2 separate regions of the Sus scrofa genome follow, and region 1 is linked to region 2. The links are chromatin contacts, called in public Hi-C maps. All regions are on one chromosome and are shown on one strand. Each heading gives the region's core, a stretch centred on a gene start, on an enhancer-like site or on the middle of the called end of the contact. The rest is flanking DNA. Distances are from core to core; before and after follow the strand shown.

Region 1 (5,390 bases), core at 1,015-3,514, 410 kb after region 2:
CCGAGGAGAACTCGGACGTGAGCTGCTGCGTCAGGCCGCACCCACACCCTCCTCATTGGCCCCGCTCAGCTCCCAGGCACCTTCCTGTCCGGTGGGAAACGCTGAATCCTTTCCAGACGAGGCTCAGAGAAGGAAATGAACTTGCCCAGAGCTGCACAGCTTTCAGACCGATAGACCCAAACCCAAACCTCCCGGGCAGTCTGACACTGTAAGACCGGACCCTAAATCTCCAGCACGTAATTTAACGGTAGCCCAAGCCTGGTGGGGTGCCGGGCGTGGGTGTCGAGCGCCGCCTGGCCCTTCCTCAGGCGGCCCCGCACGTTGGTGTTCACAGCCCCGTCCCCAGGCTATGGGCTCTCGGCCCCGCTCTGTTCTCTTAAAGCTTGGTGGGAGTTCCCGAGGGCTTGGCTGTGGGGGCTCAGGTCTGTCGGTATCTGTAGTATTTGTGAGTAAAACTGATAAAACGTAAGACTCTTTTATCCATTAAGTTCCAAGTGAGCACAGGGATAAGCCCATTGTATAGGAACACATTTGACCTATTTTGGAAAAAAATAATCCTATTTTTCAAAAGAGAAAAGTAGCGTGAAGATTCACCTTGTCCATGTTTGCAAACCTGTTTAATGTCTGGCTTAACAGAAACAGCGGGGTTCTCGCATCTGCGTCTGCTTTCAATCTGGTGCCTAGGAAAAGAAGCCTGGCCACACGTGAGTATGTATTTGGAAATTAAGAGGTGGGTTATTGGTTGTGGGTGTCATTCTTTAATAGTACACCAAAACTCGCCAAGAGGTCGTTCCTTCAAGGTAAGTTGCGGTAATGAACTATCTCGTCCCTGTTCTGTTCAGTTCCATGGGTCTACCCTGAACTTTGAATGGATTTTTTGCCCACGCGTGATTTTGTAACATTCCAAAATGTCGTGAAGAGGCCCTGGAAGTAGCTCAGGGTCCAAGGAGCACAGGTTATAACTGCTGAATTGGGTGAAAAGCTGCAGAATGGGGTTTACATCTGCTTTCTTGACTCTGTGCTTCCTGAGGAAAGGGAGTGGGGGGAGAGGGAGGGAGGGGGCGGGGGGGGTCGTGACTGGACTCCAGGCGAGCTCCCAGACCAGCCTCAGGCCTCAGAGGCCCTTCCGCCTCGGTGGGAGCGGAGCCGCTGGGCCCCAGACAAGCTCCCGTGTCTGCAGACTTCCCCACCCTGCAGCAGCAGCCCAGGCCTCCGGGTCACTTTTCCGTAACATTCGTGCCTTTGAGGTGGGCTCTCGAGGGGGTCCCCAACTGTGCAGACATGTGCTATCTTTGCCTTGAGTCTAGACGTCACCGCTCCTGTGGTCTGATGATCACCCCTCTGCCCAGCATGGTCTCGACAGGAAAGCAGCCTCCCCCAGAGCTCACGGAGGAAGGTATCGGGGTGTTTCTGGAGCGAGGGCGGGGTTCCGGGCACTGACAAGGACGGGGAAGCGTCCAGGGACGGACAGGGTGGGAGCCAGTGCCCCCTGGCTGGGAGGGGCGGGGGAAAGGGCCGGGCGAGCATCAGCCAGGCAGGAGGGGCAGGACGGAAGCACCCCAGCCTCCCCCTCTCTGCTCCTGCCCTCCAGTCCGCTTCCAGCGTCTCCCACGGGCTGAGCCCAGCAGGAAGCACGGGAGCCTCGTCCCTGCAGGTGGCCTCCCGAGGCACATGGCCGGGCGGCGGGAAGGAGGGATCTGGCCGGGGAAGTGAGAGTGGCCTGCTCGGCTTCAGGCTTCTGAATACCGCTGTCAAAGCAGAGCAGGCACCCACCAGAGCCGTCGAAAGAGCTCGAGGGGGCAAGCCTCCGGTCCCAGCCCTGTCTCAGCCCCACGAGACGCCCAGCGGGCATGCGGCAGTGGGCTCCTGCAGGCCCTCTGTGGACCGCCGTCCTTCCCACCCGGCCTGTCCCGGCGCCCCCGCGGAGCCCTCACGGACACCCAGTCGTGCTCTGTTGGCCTCTCCGTGACTCACCGTGACTATGCACCAGGCGTGGTGTCAGGTAAGCTCCCATCTGAGCCCAGGCCCCAGACTGCTGCCCACAGGGGAGAGCAGCGAGGCGGTAGATGGCAGTGCCTTGAGGAGCGAAGCCGCGCTGTCAGCGGCTGCTTGCCTGGTCCAGCCTGGTGAGGCCAGAGGACACTGGGCCGAGGCCACAGAGCCCCAGGGCCAAAGTCCAGCCTTGGGCAGCCCTGGGCCACTGACCTTGCCCACCTGCCCGTGCCTCTGTCTCCTGCCTGTGAGACTGAGAGCCCTTCTGGGTGAGGCTTAGACTTCCCCCAGCTCTAACCACGCCCCAGCCCCGCAGGGGGTGTGGACACTGGGCCTTTGTCTTCTCTTGGACGAGCCACCAGAACCACATCCGTGCTCTAAGATTTTGTGGACAACCCACTCCTTCCCCTTGGCCCCGTGCACTTGTTGGGCTCAGCAGATGTACCATTCTGACGTCGCACTTAGAAGACTTCCTCCATCTGGATTTCTGCAGCCCACAGGGAATCATTTGCCAAATGCACGTTTGACAAAGCATGGGCCCGCTTCGCTGGGTCTTGTGGCGCTGATAAAACCCACCTTTCCCCTGACGACTTGCGTCCTGCCCACGCCTGCCTTCTGGTCGGGACGAGAGGCAGAACCACGCTGGGTGGAGGAGGCCCTGGGCTTCTGCGCCCACGTGGGCTGTGCTGATGCCAGGCGGGATGGCAGAGGACGCACAAGGCCAGGCTCCTCTGAAACTGTGGCCGTGAATAGTAACATGTGGTATTAATAGAACACACAACAGGGGTCAGTGGTACAACGGGAAACCATTCATTTCCAACGTCAGGCCCACGAGTGCGACGGGAGGAACGTTTGCAAGCTGCTGCTCACGCTTTGAGACCTCGCTGCTGCTCGCTCTTCAGGAGCCTCGGGACGGCTGACGGGGGCGGGAGGGGTGCGGGGGGGGCAGTGAAGTCAGGAGGGTTTAGAGGGACCAGAGGAGTGGCAGCTGTCCCTGCTTCCGCAAAACTGCTTCACGCAAGGGATTAGCATGCTGCCTTCCCCTGAATGCGGCTTTTAAAGATACCGCGTAGTTTTCTAAAATCACGGCAACATATACCTGATTTAAACCTCACTGATTTAACCGCACAGTTCTGCGGCATTAAGTCACATTGCGGTTAGACCTAGACCTTCTCTGGAACTTTTTCATCTTCCCAGGGGACCCTCTGTCCCCACTAAACACAGTCTCTTCCCCCAGTTCCTGACACCCCCACCCCCCGTTTTACTTTCTGTCTTTACAAATTTGAGTCCTCGCTCCACGTAGCTTAACGTCTTCAGAGTTTATCCAGGTTGGGCCCGTGTCGGTGCTTCATTCCTTGCGAAGCTGAGTAATACCCGCTGCGCGGATGTGTGGACGGACCATACGGTGCGTCTCCGGTCAGCCACGGACGGCACTTGACTTGCCTCCCCCTCTTGGCTGTCGTGAAGAGTGCCCCCTGGGCATCTTTGCTGTAAACACCTTGTCGTAGGTTGGATAATTGGCAGCCTGCGATGTTGTCTGGCCCAGCTGTCCTCAGTCGACAAGGAGGGATCAGAGGATATGATGGAAAACTCACGGACTTTGAAGCCAAAACAGACCTGGTTTCAAATGCTTGCCTGGCCGGCTGCAACATCAGGCAAGTGTAATCCTCCCCGGCCTCCATTTGTCCATCTGTGAAATGGGAATCGTGGTCACTGCTGATTGCTGTGCCAGCATCCGCACTAGCTTCCTGGTCCCTGCAAGAGCAGTAATTTTTTTCGACTTTCTACCCTCTCCCCAGGTGACTGGCAGGTGCTGGGGCTCTCACATCTCAGGGATGAGGCCTAATTAGGGGACCCTACCCCTGGCCCATGATTTGGGACCAAGGCTTCAGCCGGTCAGCTCTTGGCAGTTCCCTGGCAGCTGTTGCTGCGGTGGGGGTGGGCGCCTACCAGTGTGGTGTCCCATCAGATAGAGGAAGGGCTGATTGCCGTGCAAGTGGGGCTCCCTCGCCTAGGAGCCAACAGGAAAGCAGGTTTCCCAGGTGCCACCTGCAGCCATCCTGCCGCCCCCGGGAGCTGGCCTGCGGACAGAGCCCAGGCTGGTGGGAGTGGGGGAGGCAGAGAGGCAGAGCTGGGCCCTTCCATCCCTCCCTGTGCACACACAGGCATGCTCGTAGGGGCACACACACACACAGTCCCCTCAGTACATCTGTGGACTTAGACTGTCCGTAGACAAACAAAATACATCCCGCTAAAGAACAGTGGTCTTTCCTGAAGGTCAACCGGTGATGAGGAAAGCGCCCGAGGGGGCTGCGTTTACTGTCCCAAGGTCAGCCAGAAGGGCATATGAGTACGAGACCAGCACCCCTGCCCGAACACAGCCGTGCCTCTGTGAGTCTGTGCTCACATGCGGGGGTGCCCTTGCTCCCACGGCTGACACACACAGTCAGGTTTAGAAGTTCCATCGCAAAATCAAAGCCGGCCTTGTTGATGCGTAGCTCTGAAACACCTGCCCTGCTGGCCAGTCACCGGAGTATTACTTCAACCTGACGCAAGATGAGGCCGAGCGCAGGGGCTGAACAGAGAAGCCGCGGGGGCTGGATCCAGGTGTAGCCGGTGCACGGCCGCTGTCGACTCACCTACTTGCAGGAAAAGCAAGAGCTGTCTTGGGGCAGCTGGAGAGCTCTGAGTACGGTCCATGGAGCAGCCCAGGGCGGCGGGGCGATTGTGCTTCCCTGATTTTGATCCTTGTGCTGTGGTTCCAAAGGGAACCCCTCGTTTTTAGGAAATGTACGTGATGCCGTTAAGGGAAAGGCGGATCTTGTCTGCATCTGCCTCTGCGTGTGCGCGTGCGCGCGCGTGCGTGTGTGCGTGCGTGTGTGCGTGCGTGCGTGTGTAGCAGGGAGAAGGGAACAGCAAATCAGGTAACTACTCATACCTGGGGAATCTAGGAGAAGGGCACCCTGAGAATTTCCGTGCTCCTCTTCGATCCGTCTGAGGTCCGCACGCCAGAAGAAAAGAAAGGGGTGCGGTGTCCAAGGGGCGCCCTCGGAGAAAACAACGCGGTCAGGGGGCGGGGCGGAGGTGAGCGGCTGGTGGGGCCGCGGGGAACAAGCGGCTGCGCAGAGCCTGCAAGTCCAGAAGGGGCTGCACCCTCACGGCCGTTCGCTGGGTTCGCCAGACCCGGTGTTAGTGTCGGTTTGAATCACCGCAGCCACCCTCCCGTGGTGTCACCGTAGGCCCCACAGGGGCTGACAGATTGGAGGACGTGTGAGTGGGGCGCGGCTCGCGGGGCGGGGCACACAGGCGGAGATGGAGAGCGGGTACTTACCCAGAGCGCAGGGGCCCTGTGGTCTCACGCCGACTTTCACGCACTGCACACCGCAGCCCCACGGCGA
Region 2 (5,402 bases), core at 2,186-4,685:
CTTCCAGAGGCGGCACGGTGTTGAGGGCACAGTAGGTGCAAGCTCCGCAGAATACACTTTGGGAAACGCTCTTCCGGCTTGTTTCCGGCAGCCATTTCCCCTCGGCGCGCCTCATCCTCTTTCTCCTCCTCCTCCTTCTCCTCGCCACCGGGACCCGAGTGCACGCCTCGTGCCGCTGCCGCTGGCCCAGCCACCCCGGCGCCCTATATGTGCATTAGAGTTTGAGAGGCCCTGTCGACGTGACCGGTGAGGAGGAGGTGGGCAGAAGCGTCAGGTGTGTACAGTAAGTGGCATTTGGTGCAGAAGCTGGATCTGTCAGGTGGAAGGGACAGAAGGTTCTTGGGAGTGTGTGGAGAGGTGACTTGAACTAAGAATGGTTCCATGCCCACCTGGGCTGTGATTCAGAAGAGGGCCTCTTCCTATTGCTCCGCTAGGTAAAGGGTTGTCTGTTTACTTTTTGATAGTGTGTATTTTGAAACTTTAAAATTTTTATCAAGTCCAGTTTATCTATTTTCTTTTATTGCTTATCCTTTTGATACCACATCTGAGAATCCAATTGGAAATTCCACTGTCATGAAGGTTTAGCCCCATGTTGCGTTCCTTCCTTCCATCCATCTTTCCTTCCTTCTTTTCTGTTGTTCTGTGACATATGGAAGTTCCTGAGCCAGGGATTGAACTTGCACTGCAGGGAGAGACCCAAGCCATAGCAGTGGCAATCTGGGTCCTTAACCCACTAGGGTACCAGGGAACCTAGTTTTCTTTCTTTTCTTTTCTTTTTTTTTTTGGCCATACTCAGGGCCTATGGAACTTCCCTGGTCAGGGATTGAATCTGAGCCACAGCTGTGGCAACACCAAATTCTTCACCACTGTCCCTGTGCTGCCACAGAGACAATGCCAGATCTTAACTTGTTGTGCCACAGTGGAAACTACCCACCCCCCATGTTTTCTCTTAAGAGCTTAGAGTTTAGCTCTTACATTGAGCTGCTTGATCCATTTGGAGTTAGTTTTTATGTATGGTGTGAGGTAGGTAGTGGTCCAGCTTCACTCTTTTGCACATGAACACTCTTTTGATTTCCTTGTCAAAGGATCTCTCTGACTATTTTGTGAAGAACAGCTAGGGGCAGGAAGGAAGCAGGGAGACTGATTTCCCATGTTAGGTGGTATTCTGTTTCTGAGAAAAGGTGTGCTGCAGTACCAACGAATCAAGGTAGGGGAAATGATTAGAATGCCACAACCGGAGGTTAGCGAACCCGATTAGTGTCCATGAGGACGGGGGTTCGATCCCTGGCCTTGCTTAGTGGGTTAAGGATCCGGTGTTGCCATGAGCAGTGGGTGTAGGTGGCAGATATGCTCAGATCTGGCATTGCTGTGGTTGTGGTGCAGGCTGGTGGCTGCAGCTCTGATTCGGCTCCTAGCCTGGGAACCTCCATATGCCATGGGTGCAGCCCTAAAAAGACAAAAAAAAAAAAAAAAAAAAAAAAAAGCCACAACTGGGATGGTCTCCTGGTGGTCTGGTGGGTTAGGACTCAGCACTTACACTGTTGAGGCCCAGGTTCAGTCCCTGGTATGGGAACTGAGATCCCATATCAAGTCACTGCATGCTGCAGCTAAAAAATTAAAAAAAAAAAAAAAAAGGAAGCCACCACTGGATGGCCATTCCATTGTAGTTGTCATTGATTCAGGCAAGAATCATTACTGGATGTTAATGGGAAAGTTTCTTGAGTAACGGAATATTTATGTGGTCTCAGATAACCTCTCCATGAGAAACTAATTATGAAGAGTAAAGAATGAACTTCACAGTGAAAAAATCTGGCAGACACTGTCTTAATCAATAGTAGCCTCATCATTAATGGACAAGTAGACTTCCCAGGTCTCCTGATACAGCACCTTGGGAAGGACACAATATCACTTTCGGGGTTTCCCACCCGAAATGCACACCCTGATGCCGAACATGACAAAATACCAGACGAACCCTTTTTTTTTGTCTTTTTAAGGCTGCACCCATGGGATATGAAAGTTCCCAGGCTAGGGGTTGAGTTGGAGCTGATGCTTCTGGCTACAGCAACACCAGATCCACCTACACCACAGCTCACAGCGATGCCAGATGCCTAACCCACTGAGCGAGACCAGGGATCGAACCCCAGTCCTCATGGGTACTAGTTGGGTTCATTAAGCACTTAGCCACAATGGGAACTCCAGACAAACCTAATTTGAAGGACATTCTGCACAATAACTGACCCCAGACAGCCCAGGCAGACTGAGGAATGTTCCAGGTGAGAGGAGACTAAAGGGACAGGGTAGTGGAATGCAGTGTGTGTTCTGGGCTTTTCTTTGGATGTTTTTGGGACAGTGGGTGAAATCCAAGTAAGGCCTGTGGATTAGTGACATTATATCAAAGCTGATTTCTCTATTTTGAGATGCTTTCCAACTGTAGTTGGAAAGAGAATATTCCTCTTTAAAGACACTCATGTTAAGTACATAGAGGCTGAAGGCATCGCATCTGTGCGGCAGCTTACTCGCTAATGGCTCTGAGAAGAAGTGTGCAAGAGAAAATGAGAAGGCCGATGTGGGAAGGTGTTGACACTGGAGGTGTCCAGTTTAAGGGCACCTGGGATTTTTTATACTATTCTGAATTTTTTTTTGCTAGTCTGACACTATAAAAATAAAAAGTCTTAAACAAAAAGAATCTTCCCCTTATTTATTTATTTTTTGTCTTTTGTCCTTTTATGCTCGCAGCAGCAGCATATGGAGGTTCCCAGGCTAGGGGTCCAATCGGAGCTGTAGCCGCCAGCCTACACCACAGCTCACAGCAACGCCAGATCCTTAACCCACTGAGCGAGGCCAGGGATCGAACTTGAGTCCTCATGGTTCCTAGTCAGATTTATTTCCGCTGTGCCATGACGGGAACTCCCAAGAATCTTCCCCCTTAAAAAAACATAACATACCCAAGGACCTCTGCACTGTCACCAACAGGGTGTTTGATGTGCTAGTTGGCTTTCTCTCCTGTCATGGCCACCCGGCTGTCCCCGGGATGGCCATCAGAGCACTCTTAAACAGCGCCAAGCTCCTGCCCCTCTCAGCCGCCCTCCCTGCAGGCCTCTGGCAGCCTTTCTTCCTGAGCTGCTGGTACAAACAGGTCCTGTGTGGGGTATGTCCTGGGTTCCCGGTATTTAATCTTCACATTGGCCCTGATCTTATTTCTGTTTTTAGTTGAGGAAACAGGCTCAGAAAGAGGACGTCAAGGCTAAGTTTGAAAGCGGGTGTGTCCTGCTCTGTTCTTGGGCACTTCGCCTCCCCTTCCCCTGCATCTTGTTCTCTCCTTCAGTTGTTTCTCATCTGTCTTCCCAGCCTCAGCTCCTAATTGAGGGAAGGCCCTCATTCTGTTCTGCTCACTGGTGTGTTCCGAGGACCTGGCTCAGTGCCTGCCCTGTGGCAGGAACTCTGTAAATATCTCCCGGATGAAAGGCCATCATGAGGCTCAGCACACATAGTACACGCCCCTGGGGTTGAACCTCGGCTCAGATCCTGCTTCTGCTACTGAGAAGCTGTGTGACCTTGGATAAATTAACCTCCCTGGAATACATTTCTGAATCTATGAAATACAGATTCTCCCTCTGCCTCATAGGGGTTGTGGTGACAGAGCTGACGCACCAGAGTGCTTATTGCAGTACCTGGCATTGTGTAGACACTCCGTCCATATTTACTGAATGAACACATGAATGAAAGTTTCAAGAGGCCTCCATCTCTGGGTGACCCTGGCTCCTCCTGTAGCAGTGTTTATTGGGAGCAATGTGGAGGAACCTACCTGGAGACTTTAACTTCTGTTTCAAACCACGTGGAACTGTTATCTATATATTTATTTGTGTATTTCCAGTGTCTCCCCCTCCAGTGTGTGCTGGGCTGGAGGGGAAGCCTGCCTGCCTTGTTCAGGCTGTACCCCCGGCATGCCCACGGCTGTGGTTGAGAGTAGGCAGGCCTGCGTGCTGGTTGACTCAGCTCCTTTCACTTCCTGAAGTATTTCCTGGGGCTCCCCCTGTGCCAGGTCCTGTACTGGGCACTGAGCACCTGCCTTCCTGCCCTTGATTTCTTCCCCAGGCCCCCAACTTGGCTGTCGGTCAGGGCTCCCTTAGCCTGGTCCTTCCCCATAGAGCTTGCCCTGGACTGCTCTCCTGGTCTTAGGAAGCCCTGTGCCCTCTGGCTCACAGCCCGTTCGGTACTTGACTTTTGAAATATGCTGCTGGGCAGCTCTGAAAGGTCCCATTATCGCAGCTCCTGCAGCAGATAAGTGAGTGCACAGAGGCCAGTCCAACCTCCTTTCCACACCTCATGTCTATTCCTGAATGGGACTGAAGAGGCTAAACTGCTCAAGAGATCTCTGCAGGGCCAGGTCGCTGGACACCTCGAAGCTGGGAGCCCGTAGTCCTATGCTTGCTTGCCAGTAGGTGGCGCTGTCACACATTTTATGGGCAGGGAGGTGAAGGAGAGCAGCGCAATCTCGGTTTTATTCCCTAGTTTGACTTTAAGATGGGGGAAATCTTGGGCAATTGGACTAGTTTTCTGGAAGAAAAAGATTCTGAAAATGAGTTAAAAATTTCGATCAGGTTCTGTATCTGAATTTTGAGTTCTGCTTCTGTAAGGACTTGTCTTAGAGGTCAGAGTTTTTTTTTTTTTTTTTTTTTTGTCTTTTGTCTTTTTTGTTGTTGTTGTTGTTGTTGCTATTTCTTGGGCCGCTCCCTCGGCATATGGAGGTTCCCAGGCTAGGGGTCCAATCGGAGCTGTAGCCGCCAGCCTACGCCAGAGCCACAGCAACACGGGATCCGAGCCGCATCTGCAACCTACACCACAGCTCATGGCAACGCCGGATGGTTAACCCACTGAGCAAGGGCAGGGATAGAACCCGCAACCTCATGGTTCCTAGTCGGATTCGTTAACCACTGCGCCACGACGGGAACTCCTGTTTTTGTTTTTTTTTTGCTTTTTAGGGCCTCACCCATGGCATATGGGAGTTCCCAGGCTCAGGGTTGAATTGGAGGTACAGCTACCGGCCTACACCACAGCCACAGCAACTTGGGAAGATTTTTTTTTTTTTTTTTTTAGTTTTGCCTGGAAATCCTGTGGGAAAGGCAGGTGAGGCTGAGAACCTAATTCTGTCTTTGTACGTGATCAGGAAGGTGGGCTCTAGCTGTGCCCCCTTCTCTGTGTCCCTGGGTGAGAGCACTTTGAGCCTCAGTTTCCTCATCTGAGAAGTAGAGATAAAAGTCCAGATGCCTGTGGGTTGTTGGGGTTGGGAATTGATGGCTATAAGGCACTTACCCTGTGCCCACTCCATAGAAAGCAGCACTGGGACTGGGCTGGTGGTCTTGGTGCTGAAGTTAGAGGTGGTGGGTGCCTCTGATGTGCTG

The links. Hi-C and Micro-C count contacts between places; a contact is called where the count stands out from the background.
Region 1: a contact with region 2 is called in a Hi-C map of heart right ventricle, with 2.6 times the contacts expected there. The contact joins two enhancer-like sites. A contact is called at or near these places in 2 of 47 Hi-C or Micro-C datasets (embryonic fibroblasts and heart right ventricle).

Annotation. Positions count from the first base shown.
Region 1 is chr6:2,445,882-2,451,271 of Sscrofa11.1, forward strand. LOC106510452 (a long non-coding RNA gene) reads left to right here. Exons shown (of 7, transcript XR_002344453.1): 2 at 1-4,916. Among named protein-coding and RNA genes, the nearest start is that of FOXL1, 96 kb to the right of the region's middle. Within about 2 kb of position 2,265, at least 3 of the 83 cell types and tissues checked have an H3K27ac peak or open chromatin away from gene starts, as enhancers often do.
Region 2 is chr6:2,035,091-2,040,492 of Sscrofa11.1, forward strand. It overlaps the pseudogene LOC100511081. Among named protein-coding and RNA genes, the nearest start is that of C6H16orf95, 41 kb to the left of the region's middle. Within about 2 kb of position 3,436, at least 13 of the 83 cell types and tissues checked have an H3K27ac peak or open chromatin away from gene starts, as enhancers often do.